4 separate regions of the Mus musculus genome follow, and all the other regions are linked to region 3. Evidence: chromatin contacts called from public Hi-C, HiChIP or PLAC-seq and promoter capture Hi-C data. All regions are on one chromosome and are shown on one strand. The core of a region is the stretch at or near the end of the contact, and the rest is flanking DNA. Distances in the headings are between cores, read along the strand shown. Region 1 holds the start of Sema3f (sema domain, immunoglobulin domain (Ig), short basic domain, secreted, (semaphorin) 3F). Region 2 has its middle 11 kb from the start of Bsn. Region 3 holds the start of Traip (TRAF-interacting protein). Region 4 overlaps Bsn (bassoon).

Evidence for each region. Promoter capture Hi-C pulls out the DNA fragments that hold promoters and counts their contacts. A called contact is a pair of places that touch in the nucleus more often than the background predicts. HiChIP or PLAC-seq counts read pairs in DNA pulled down with a chosen protein or histone mark.
Region 1: a contact with region 3 is called in a promoter capture Hi-C map of neural stem cells. The contact joins the promoter of Sema3f here to the promoter of Traip in region 3. A contact is called at or near these places in 2 of 39 promoter capture datasets (liver and neural stem cells) and 2 of 9 other capture datasets (adipose tissue and liver).
Region 2: a contact with region 3 is called in a Hi-C map of CD8 T cells, with 2.2 times the contacts expected there. The contact joins the enhancer-like site here to the promoter of Traip in region 3. A contact is called at or near these places in 2 of 39 promoter capture datasets (both in liver), 1 of 15 datasets of contacts at CTCF or cohesin (the NIH/3T3 cell line), 7 of 484 Hi-C or Micro-C datasets (CD8 T cells, LSK cells, embryonic stem cells and 3 more), 4 of 115 datasets of contacts at active chromatin or transcription factors (bone marrow-derived macrophages, effector CD8 T cells and embryonic stem cells) and 1 of 9 other capture datasets (adipose tissue).
Region 4: a FOXA1 HiChIP or PLAC-seq map of pancreatic cancer cells shows a contact between it and region 3. The contact joins the enhancer-like site here to the promoter of Traip in region 3. A contact is called at or near these places in 1 of 115 datasets of contacts at active chromatin or transcription factors (pancreatic cancer cells) and 3 of 9 other capture datasets (adipose tissue, liver and pancreatic islet).

The regions. Positions count from the first base shown.
Region 1 is chr9:107,708,666-107,711,369 of GRCm38.p6, reverse strand. It overlaps Sema3f (sema domain, immunoglobulin domain (Ig), short basic domain, secreted, (semaphorin) 3F), which reads left to right and starts at 1,408. Exons shown (of 18, transcript NM_001379496.1): 1 at 1,408-1,952.
Region 2 is chr9:108,199,861-108,202,560 of GRCm38.p6, reverse strand. No RefSeq gene overlaps it. Among named protein-coding and RNA genes, the nearest start is that of Bsn, 11 kb to the right of the region's middle. Within about 2 kb of position 1,275, at least 165 of the 459 cell types and tissues checked have an H3K27ac peak or open chromatin away from gene starts, as enhancers often do. A contact at or near this core is called in CD8 T cells, bone marrow-derived macrophages and regulatory T cells, where this site is marked.
Region 3 is chr9:107,949,704-107,952,403 of GRCm38.p6, reverse strand. Traip (TRAF-interacting protein) reads right to left here and starts at 1,441. Exons shown (of 15, transcript NM_011634.3): 1 at 1,232-1,441. The coding sequence starts at 1,329.
Region 4 is chr9:108,118,839-108,121,542 of GRCm38.p6, reverse strand. All of the region lies in intron 3 of Bsn (bassoon), which reads left to right. Among named protein-coding and RNA genes, the nearest start is that of 4930447F24Rik, 14 kb to the left of the region's middle. Within about 2 kb of position 1,337, at least 143 of the 459 cell types and tissues checked have an H3K27ac peak or open chromatin away from gene starts, as enhancers often do. A contact at or near this core is called in pancreatic cancer cells and pancreatic islet, where this site is marked.

The DNA.
Region 1 (2,704 bases), core at 159-2,658, 240 kb after region 3:
GGCCTCGAACTCAGAAATCCACCTGCCTCTGCCTCCCAAGTGCTGGGATTAAAGGTGTGCGCCACCACCGCCCGGCTTTGTTAATGTTTTGAGTGAAGTATGACATTAGGGAGAAGATCAGATCGGTGCTGTCCCTCACTACAGCAGGTAGACATTTCCTCACCTTAAACAGCCAGGCCCTCTTGGAAGCATAGGAAGTACCCCACTTGTGAGTCAGGTGACCCTCAGTAGTATCCCAGCAGCCCTCTGATACCCACCTAATGCACACAGTCAGCCAGCCAGTGGGTCAGAGGAAGAGTGGCTCTTCTGGGAGTTGTAGCCAGGAAAAGGAGAGGATGGAGGAAGAAGAAAAGAGAAATGGAAAAGGAAGACAGGAGGAAAGAGGGGTAGGAAGGGGAGGAAGAAGACAAATGGAGGACTGAGTGGGGAGAGAGCAGAAGGCAGAGAGAAAGAAAGGAGGAAGACAGAAGAGAAGGGAGAGAAGAGGAGGGAATAGGAGATGGAGGACAGGGAGGAAGCAGAGGACAAAGAGGGCCAAAGCCTCCTGGGACCACAGCAAGAGTGTATGGGGAAGGGCTGAGAAGTGGTTCTGGCTGATGAGGCCATGACCTTGGGGGATGGGCTGCTCAGAGGGACCCTTCCTGGGGTCAGGGGAGGCTCTTGCTCAATTGTTGAGATTTGAAAGCAAGTGCCCTTTTCATAGCAGAGGGGTGGGGGGTATGCCTTGAGTCGTCCTCCTGTCATCTGGGTTCTCTGGAATATGGCACTGTAAAGGGAAAGTCTGTGAGGACCGCTGGCTTGAAATGAGACTTACTGGTGTTTGAGGTGATCACTTGGAGCATTTGGCTAGCTGGACAGAGCTAGTGGCTGGGCTGCACCCACTTGACCTACTCTGGAGGTAGCCATCTGTCGGAAGGTCCAGAAGTGCCAACCGTCCCAAGGGCTGCACCGCCACCTGCTGAGAGGCCTGGGCCATCCCAGGTCCTTCGCCGCTGGGCCGTGGCTGGCAGCAAGTAGGAAGGAGGAACGCGGAAGGGGGCGCGCAGGTGAGTGCTAGCTGGTTGCTCCCCTGCGCTCCAGCCCTTCTCACCAGGGAGTTGAATGCCCGGGTAAACACCAGGCGCGATGTGCGCCGTGTATCCACGGAGAGACAAAGCCAGGGCGGGGCGGGGGCGCCGCCCGCGATGCCAGGGCGGGGGTGCAGGGTGCAGAGCAGTCTCCCCTGGCGCGGGTTGCCCACCGCCTGGGAACCCTGAGCCCTGCCCGCGGACAGGTGGAGCGGGGGCGGGGCGGTGGCCGGGAGGGTCCCGCCCCGGAGGTGGGGCCGGGCGGGCCCGGCGGGGCGGGGCCGTGCTATGCAAATGTCGCCCACGGGCGGCCAATTGCCTGCGCTCCGCGCGCGGCTCCGAGCGTCCCGTCCCGCCAGCGGCCTCGAGACCTGAGCAGCTAGGGAACAAACCGCAGCGGTCCAGGGAGCCCCGAGCGCAGCGTAGAGCCAGGGTACGCTTCGAGGACCCGCGCAGCCCCGCTCGGTCTCCGGGCCCTAGTCAGACAGCCAGGCAAGCGCAGCGCCACCCGGCCGAGCCCAGCGCAGCGCTCTGTAGCCTAGCGCGCGCCACCGCCCGCGCCCCGCACCGGGGAATGCGCCCTCGGCGCGCAGGCCAGGGGGCGCCCGCAGCCCGCCCCGGGGGAGGCGGCCCCGAGCGCCCCTGAGCCTTTCCATGGCCCGGGCTAGGGCCCGGGGCCTCGGCTGCTGACGTGCACGAAGCCAGGGGACCCAGTGAAGCCGAGTCCGCGGTGCGGATCCCGGCTCAGGCTAAGAGACAAGAGGGCGCGGACAGGGCCGTGGCCCGGGGGGGGGGCAGCTAAAGCGGACCGGCCGGACGCGAACCTCTCCGCTGCTGCGGCGGCCACCGCTGCCCGGGCGCCCAGGCCCCGCCGCCGTGGACGAGGTGAGTACGGAGAGAACACGACCTCCCGACCCCACTAGGATCCGCGGCACTGCAACTCCTTAGAAGTGCGCGAGGTCTGGCGAACCGTGGCACACTGTCTGCGGGTACCAGGCGACAGAACTAGGATGTGCTTCATACCTGTCCCGGCGTCCTGAACCTCCCCGGTTCCCGGGCGCTGTAAAGATGTGTGTGTGACTAGGTGATGTGGCCTGCGGGATCACTGGTGTGTGAATTAACTTTTTCCACCCCCGCAAGGTTTTGGGTGGGTACCCTTACCCTCGTTGAGTGGGAGTTCGGATCCTTCTGTTTTAGTCCTCTGCTGACGCCTGCACTCTTTCCCAAACGGCGCGTTTGCACTGCCACAGTGTCTCTAATCTGAAGACCAGGTCAGCCCCAGGGGAAGGTCTAAATTGGAAGCCCCCACGTGGAGGGTCGCCCGGAACCGCAAGACAAGGGGATCTGTTTCCAAATGGGCTTTTCTTTCAGCCATTTGCCGATCTCCTGGCCCCCAGCTGCCTCTCGGTCCTTCTCCGGTTCAGGGGTCTCGGTGTAAGTGAGGTGTTGTTAAGTTGGAAGAGCCTGGGGTCAAGCCCCAGTTTGAACCACGGACCCTAGTGGTGAAGTGGGCAAGGGACCATGGGGGGTGGCGGGTTGTCTAGAGCAGGTGAGGTAAGGAAAGTGTCAAGATGAAGAGTCCTTTGGAACTAAGGCTGGGGTCCCAGCCGGACCTATAACTCCTCATTCTTGAAATA
Region 2 (2,700 bases), core at 26-2,525, 250 kb before region 3:
CCAGCCTGGTCTACAAAGTGAGTTCCAGGACAGCCAGGGCTATACAGAGAAATCCTGTCTCAAAACCATCCCCGCCCCCCAAAAAGAGGAGGTGGGGAGCAGGAGAGATGAAATGCTCTCCAGTTCAGAGCACTTGCTATTTGTTAGTCCTGAGGACCCAAGTTCAGTGGCTAACACCCACATCTGGTGTCTCAGCCTCCTGGATGCCCTCTTCTGGTCTTTGTGGGGACCCACACCCAGGACATACATTTAACATAGATACACTTACACATAAATAAAAACAGATCTTTAAAAGTGAAAAGGAAAATGAAAGGGAAAAGATAATCGGTGTGGTAGCACTTGCTGTTAACCCCAGCATTTTGGGAGGAAGGTAGATCTCTTTGAGTTCCAGGTCAGCTAGGATTACACAGTGAGGTCCTATCTTGAAAATAAGAAAAAAAGAAAGAAAAGTTATTTATTTTACTCACTTTCTATAAATTACTGTCTTTGATGCACGATGGCTAAGGCAGAGAAGTTGGCCACATTTTTCCAAACTAGCGTAAGGCAAGTTCCATTCCTAGGTGTGACCCCAACACTATTATTTTGTTTGTATTGTAGAAGATCAAGGTGTTTTTTTTTCCAATTTTTATTAGGTATTTTCTTCATTTACATTTCAAATGCTATCCTGAAAGTCCCCCATACTCCCCCCACCCACCCACCCACTCCCACTTCTTGGCCCTGGTGTTCCCCTGTACTGGGGCATATAAAGTTTGCAAGACCAAGGAGCCTCTCTTCCCAATAAAGACCAACATTTTAAATAAACCTCCTAATGAGGGATGGATTTACCACTTCTTTATGAGGACTCTAGAAGATGCAGAGGAGACAGTAGTTTAAAGGAGGGGTGCCCATCTGCTGGGAATTCCAGTGGTAGGAGCAACAGTTGACACCTACTTTGCTGAAGATGACTCGAATTTCATCTGAGACCACGTCTCTTGGGGGTTCTGTGAAGCCCAGATCTCTAGGCAGGTTCAGGACCAGAGCAAGGATTAGGTCTCAATTTGATAGTGGCTCCACAAGCACGCCAAGGAAGCCCCAGCTGACTAGCCCCAAAGGAGAACAATGTCTCCCGACTACCAGGAGATAGCGCTATAGGACTAAGAGGCCAGCAGTGGGCGGGGCTTGAAGAGGTGGGTTGTGGGTGGGAACAAGAATGCCGCAGGCATCAGAAAGTCGGGCTGTGTGCTGGAATGACTTAGGGAGGGAGGGGCTAAATTGCGCCAGCATAGCTGGGAAGGGAGGGGCCACCCGGATGTGGGCAGGACTGAAGCAGAGAGGCGGGCGGAGCGGTCCTCTAGTGGCGCTCAGGCTTCACTACCCTGCTGGGTTCTGAGAATGTGTCTGGTAATCCGAGGCTGTCATTCACATAATACATTCTCTCTCCTAAAAGGAAGCCTGCAGGGGAATGGGTGACGTTGAGGCCCTGGCTTTGCGCTGGCTTCTGCTCTGGGGTTTGAATTCTGCCTGCAAAGTTTGAATTCTGGTGTATTATATAGTCCTTAGGATTCTAACTACTCGTCCTAGCAAGATGGCTTAGTGTAAGGGCGGTTGCCTGAATTTGATCTCGTGATCCATATGTTGGAAAGAGAACTCTTGAAAGTTGGTTTCTGATTCAGATTACTAAACAAATAAACGTGGGTTGGGGAGACCCTCATCCTTTGCCAGCACAAAGTTCTCTCTTACTTTAAGACCTGTGCTCCATGGAGTCTAATTTCCACAATTTGGGTTTGTTGGATTTGTAGTCTCTCCTTCTTCGATCCTGAGAGCATCCGAGGCAGGGGATAGCCTGATAGGGTACTTCGGGATTTGGGAGCGTCTAGACTAGCAGTTAGGCACATCTGGTTGTTGGAGTCGTTTTAGTCTGTACTCCTGGGCAAAGAACATGACCCGAGAAACGAATGGGGATGGAGAATTGGTGGCTCATTCTCTTGTGGACCTGGGGCCTGAGTGCCCTGAAACGCCAGAGAATGCCTTTCCTCAGACTGTCCAGCTCCCGGCACACACTGGGAGAGCAGGTGATCGCTAGCTGGCCAAGAACGCTGTTGTTCTCTGTCTACAGGGTAGCTTAGTCTCAGGATATAGGGACAGATAAGTTTGGAGCCTACCACAATGGGGCAAGCTGAGGATAAGTCAGCCTTCCTACACAGTGACTTGAACTTAGTGCTCCAGGATCATGCCCCACTTCCCTTAGATACTAAGGGAACCTACGGTTAACAGTCTAAGGTTGAGAGCACACTTGGGGGTTGATCCTTTGGGGTCAAATGGCCTTTTCACAGAGGTTGCCTAAGACATTAGAAATCACAGATATTTACATTACACTTTACAACAGTGGCAAAATTACAGTAATGAAGTAGCAGCGAAAATAATTTTATGGTTGGGGGGTTACCACAACATGAGGAACTGTATCAAAGGGTCTCAGCTATGGGGAGGTTGAGAACCACTGTAAGTCTTAGAACGTCTTCTAAAGAAGGTCTTGGGAAAGAGAGGTGGAGCAAAGAGCTGGTCCAGTTAGTGTCAGAGGTGGGTGGACCTCTGAGGGAGTCTCTGAGAGGAAACTAGCTTTGTTTCAGATGCATTCATCCTCAGGGAGCCCAGGGTTGAGATGGGCAGGAACTGGCCATGGGGATTCTGATGTGGATGTAGACCTGCTGGATGCAGGAGCTC
Region 3 (2,700 bases), core at 192-2,691:
GCTCACACTTAAGGCTTAAAAAGGTTCAGTTTAGTACCAAATTTTTAAAGCCAAATATGATTTCAAGAAACAGACCTAAAACATAATTACACAGGAAAGTCCAAGGTGAAAGCTTAGGGAGAGAGCAGGTGATACAAAGTAGCTTTAGTGGCGGGGTTACTTCTAACCTAACTACACAATGGCTCCTTAGGAATGGAGCTCAGGCCACACAACACTGTATTATGTGGTTTTGTTTGTTTGTCTTTTTGACACAAGGTCTGGGAAAATTCAGGCTGACTTTTGCCTTACTTATGTAGCTGAGACTAACCTTAAAACTCCCAATCATTCAGTCTCCACACTGTCCCTCCTCCCCAGCCTGTACTGGGATATGCAACACAACAGACTCTAAGGTCGGTTTTAAACAAAGCTTTGCAAATGGGAGACACCCAGAAGTGTTCACACCACTTCCTGCTTTGTGGGCCCTATTGCCCCTCAAAAACCTCCCAGTCTCCCAAAGGAGACCTCTCTTCTACCTTATTTTCTCTTTGGTTGGGAGCTTTGGATCAGCCTGCTCAGTTGCAAAGGGACTCTTTCGTCACCCACAAGACAACTGAACATCAGGACCCCTCGACGACAGGAACACACTTCCTTGCCATTCCAAGTTAAGCCAGGTGTACTGGAGTGTCTGATCAACGAGGTGTTTCTGGATAGAAACAATCCAAAGCATTCCAGCAAACGACAGACCCTTAAAGATTGCCAGAAACCTATCAGCATAAATTGGTCTGTTTCTTTTTTTGTTTTGTTTTGCGAGACAGGGTTTCTCTGTATAGCCCTGGCTGTCCTGGAATTCACTCTGTAGACCAGGCTGGCCTCGAACTCAGAAATCCGCCTGCCTCTGCCTCCCAAGTGCTGGGATTAAAGGCTTGCGCCACCACCGCCCGGCTGTTGGTCTGTCTCTTGACTCTCAAATAAAATACAATAGCTCGTTAGTGCAGTAAAAGCTCATCTTCGCTCAAACTAATAGTTTTGAAGTCATTTCTTAGCGCAATAAAGAAGCACTCTTTCACCGTGGGCTACCGGTATCACTTCCACCTGGCCCACTTCGGCCCAGGTTGGAAAGCTTCCGTGAGGCTCCTCTAATGTCGTCGTCACTTGTCTTAGTTCGGAGGAGGGATTGTCTCTAGGCCCGACACCCCCATAGCGTCTAAGTGGTTCTAGGACACGCACGGGGCCCTACACCGCCGTCACTCACCATTGCAGATGAAAAGTGTGGCCACAGTGGATGGCAGCCACGTCACGGGAGTGATCGAAGAAGTCGGAGCAGATAGTGCACAGAGCGCGGATAGGCATGATGGCTCGACTCAAGCAGCCCAGGGAACCAGCTGCCAGCGACAGACACAGTTTGGTGGCCGAACCGGCCACCGCTCCGGTTCCTTCAAATTTCGCTCCACCGCACGACTTCCGGTAGTGAACCGGAAGGAATAACAAACCCACGCCTGAGTGCTTCCCTCTGATTGGACAAACTTCGGGGCGGGGCGCTGGAGGGCTGTGATAAGCAGCCCGCCAGCCGTGCGGAATCCTGGGATTTAGCTCCTTCGGGTCTCCTGGGAGTGGGTCCCTGTTTCTACCGCAAAACCCTGCGATCCCCTGTGGCGTAAAACAGTGAAACTACAGTCTGACCCCTATCCCTGCTAAGCCGGGTATTGTCTCAAGCTAGAGCCGGTGCGAAGTGAACCAGACCCCTTCTTGCTGCACTTCAGGGCAGTCAAATAGACTGGAATGCCAAGAAAAGGGGATGATGGTACCATGGCTATGGAAAGTAATAGGCCATACGCTGGCAGCCCACAGTTCCCAAACAGAAAGAGGGCTCCCCACTTTCTAAACCTTCTACTATGGATCATCTTGGAAAGGTGGACACATTAAGTCCTAGCCCTTCGAACCACTACACTAGTCCTGGCTTTATTCAAATATGACCTAATAACCTTTGAGATTAGGTAGACACTGGAGCTAGTAATTTAGCCCTTTCCTCCCAGAATGCCTCATACCTGAGACTGTAGGATGGTGATTTTGGAGGTACAGATGCTTCAAAGACCAGGAAATAACAAACCCTCTTTATTATTCCCACATCAGATAATTTAAGGTCCTCCCTGAGAAAGGCCATCTTGAGTTGAAGCGAGGCTCCTTAGCGATTTTTACGGTATCGTTAGCAGTATTACTCCCTCAGAAGAAGCATACATAACTTTATAAAGTAGGTCTGCTCCAGCCGGGGAAGACAGAATGAAATCTTTTTGGTCTAAGTGGAAAGCACAGGTATTCACAGGAAGTAGGCATCAAGAAGCACAGAACTGTTGTGCAATCCCACCCTCTCCCCACTGTGCCCACGCGCAAGGTCACTTCCTATAGTGGTTGGCCCTGAGTAGATTCCACCTCTAAGTCCAAGTTAAGACAAAGGCTCTTTGTCAACAAGAATCGGAAAAGCGTCAGCCCTTCGGCGCTCAGCTCGGGATAGTTTTTAGCTGAAACACACCACTCTCGTGGGATTTTTAGCGTCCAGAGGAGTCCCATCAACATCATCCAGGTAGACACTGGAGAAGGTGACCTCCACTCTCACTCCAAGCAACACACTAAGCATCAACCGCTACCCAAAAACTGATCGTCCCACAGCCTCGTCCCTCCCGCACTGCCTTCCATAGGCTCCTCCCCAAGAGGACAGAGGAAGCA
Region 4 (2,704 bases), core at 88-2,587, 170 kb before region 3:
TCCCTGAGGGGAGGACTCCTCACCGTAAACACTGTGGCCAGGATAGGCTCGGGGATCCCGGAGGAGAACTGCATGGGGAATGAACATGCTTGGGGCTAGGGCATGAGAGGGGCACATCTCAGCTTCCAGGGAGCACACTGCACACACTGGGTAAGGCTTCCTTCTAGGAGGCAGAAAGGAGGAGCTTGGGTATACCCAGGGCCATGGGGTGGAATGGACATTACACAATCGTAAAAGTCCAGCAGCGCTGAGACTGGCCGTGCCTGTGGCCCAGTGTCTGAGTCTTTACCTTTTGGGTTTCTTTTGTGGGTGTTTGTTTGTTTGTTTGTTTATTTATTTTGAGGGAGGTATTTGGTTCTGTGAGACAGAATCTCTCTTTTTAGCCAAGGCTGGCCTCAAACTCATGGCAACTCTCTTGGGTCAGCCTCTCAAAATTATAGGCCTGAGCCACTGTACTGAGCTGCCCTGTGGTCCAGCGGCGTGGAAAGCCAGGTAGCTGGCCATGAGGTGTAGATCAGGATGGGCCACAAGAGCTGGCACACAGGCAGCTCCACAAACTCAGAGAACAGGCCTGTGGCCTCCTTTAGACAGTGTCAGGATGCCCAGCATCCCACACAACCCCACACAGTCTCCCAGTCCTCACTGGCCGGTGACTCAGAGACCACAGTTCTCACATGCTTTGGGGTTTCCCCATACTTCACCCCCCACACACACTTTACTTCCTTCCCCTTGTGTGTGGATTGGAAGCTCTAATGATCATCTTTGGTTTCCATGAGAACCGGGTGTGATGCTGTGCTCGGACACTTGTGCAGAAATGCCGCCTTGAACCACTGAGCTCCTCGGTACACGCCTTTACATCTCCCAACTGGAGCTGATGATTGTTCTTGGGAGATCTGTATCTTCCTGTCCCCAAAAGGACTAACAAGGCAGAGGTGGTCATCAGTCTCCCCGTTGTCCATTCTCTGGCTGCTCACCAAAGAGCCAAGCAAAAAGGACAGCCAGCCAGCCAACCTCCCTCTGCTGGGGCTGGGCAGGGCTTAGCAAGGGAGACAGTCATATTCTGAGTGGGTGAATGAATGAAGTAAGGAGATAAGACTCAAGGGAGAGAATGAATGGGTGGACGATCCAGAAACGGAAGGATCAGGGGTGGAGGTGGGGGCACATTGGGGTGGGGCTGAGATGGAGGTAGATTGAATGAATGAGTTGATACCTCAACAGCTGTGCTCAGACTCCTAGGTGTGGGCGTTGCACATGGCCTGCCTTTCACCCATACCCAGGAGGAGGCTTTGGCCAGTCCTCTGCCCAGCTCCTCCCAGCCTCCGTGCTTGTACACTGCTCCTGCTCCCAGTGGGCTGTGAAGGGCCTCCAGCAGGCGGGTCAAGTGCTTATTTTTAGCTCTTCCTTCACACACCGCCTTCTCCCCGCACCCCCCCCCCCCCGCCCGCCCTTTCTCACTGCTTACAAAGCAGAGCCAGGAGCAAGAGAGCCACCAGGAAGCTTTCCTGAAACCCGGCTGCCTCCATGAATATACCTGTGAAGGAGCAAAGTCCCAGCCAGCCTGTGACCACTGGCAGCATGCCTACTAAAGGCCTTACTTGTGGGTACAGATAAGCAGGCCTCTGCAGGGGCTAGCCCCGGACACGGGCTCTGCCTTTGTCCATGCTGCCCTTCCAGGGTACCCTCACTGTCTTTTAGATTGCTGCTTCTGGAGTGGGTTCAACAGACCAGAGGTGGTTCAGAGGTGTGTCTGAGGCAGCAAAAGTAACAGGACACCATTTTTTCCTATGCCTTGGCTCTTTCTCAAGACATAATGGTCTTTCTCATGGTACTGCTCCTGGGAGGAGCCCATGTCTAGGCACTGTGACAAGGGCAAGTGTGCACTGAGCAGTTAGTAGGGTGCTGTTCTGGGCTGGGCTAGGCTGTTACCCTCATTCCCATTACCTCATGTAGCCAAAGCAACATATTCCTGTCCAGCTAGACCTACTGTGGGTCTAGAACCCCTGACTCAGGGACCAGAGATGTCCAAGTCCCAGCCATGTGCAGTCAGCTGGGATTTGAAGAATTGGTTTCTAGCAGTCTTAGGACTTCCTGCTGATTCCTTTGACATATTTATCATGGCTTGTTTAGGGCTGTGGGTTCCAGGAAGGGCTTCTATCAGTCACTTCTCATTGCAGTGACCAAATTGCAGATAGAAGGAACTTAAAGGAGGCGAGGTTTGTTTTGACTGCCACTTTAGAGGGGACCATGGTAGCCGAGGTGGCACTGATTGTGGCAATGGAGGCTTAGGGCACAGCTCATTCACATCTTACCAGATCAGGAAGCAGAGAATTTGATCCGGAACCAGAAGTAGGTATCACCTTCAAAGACCTTCCCTTAGCAACCCATTACAGCTCCTTAGAATCTATGTCCAAAGGTTCCACCACCTCCCAAGCAGCACTAGCAGCTTCGGACCAAGTATTCAGACACACAGGCCTTTGTTTTGTAGGAACAGTTCACATTCAGACTATAGCAGTGCTGGTCCCTGTGTGTCATCGCCATCATGACCCTGTCTTCAGCCTTTAGCCCTGGTCCTGAAACTGAGTGATTTTTAAGAGTGGTGGCTAATAATAATGATAAATAGTGATGCGGGGCAGTGGCGGTGCACACTTTTAAGCCTAGCACTTGGGAGGTAGAGGCAGGTGTATTTCTGAGTTTGAGGACAGCG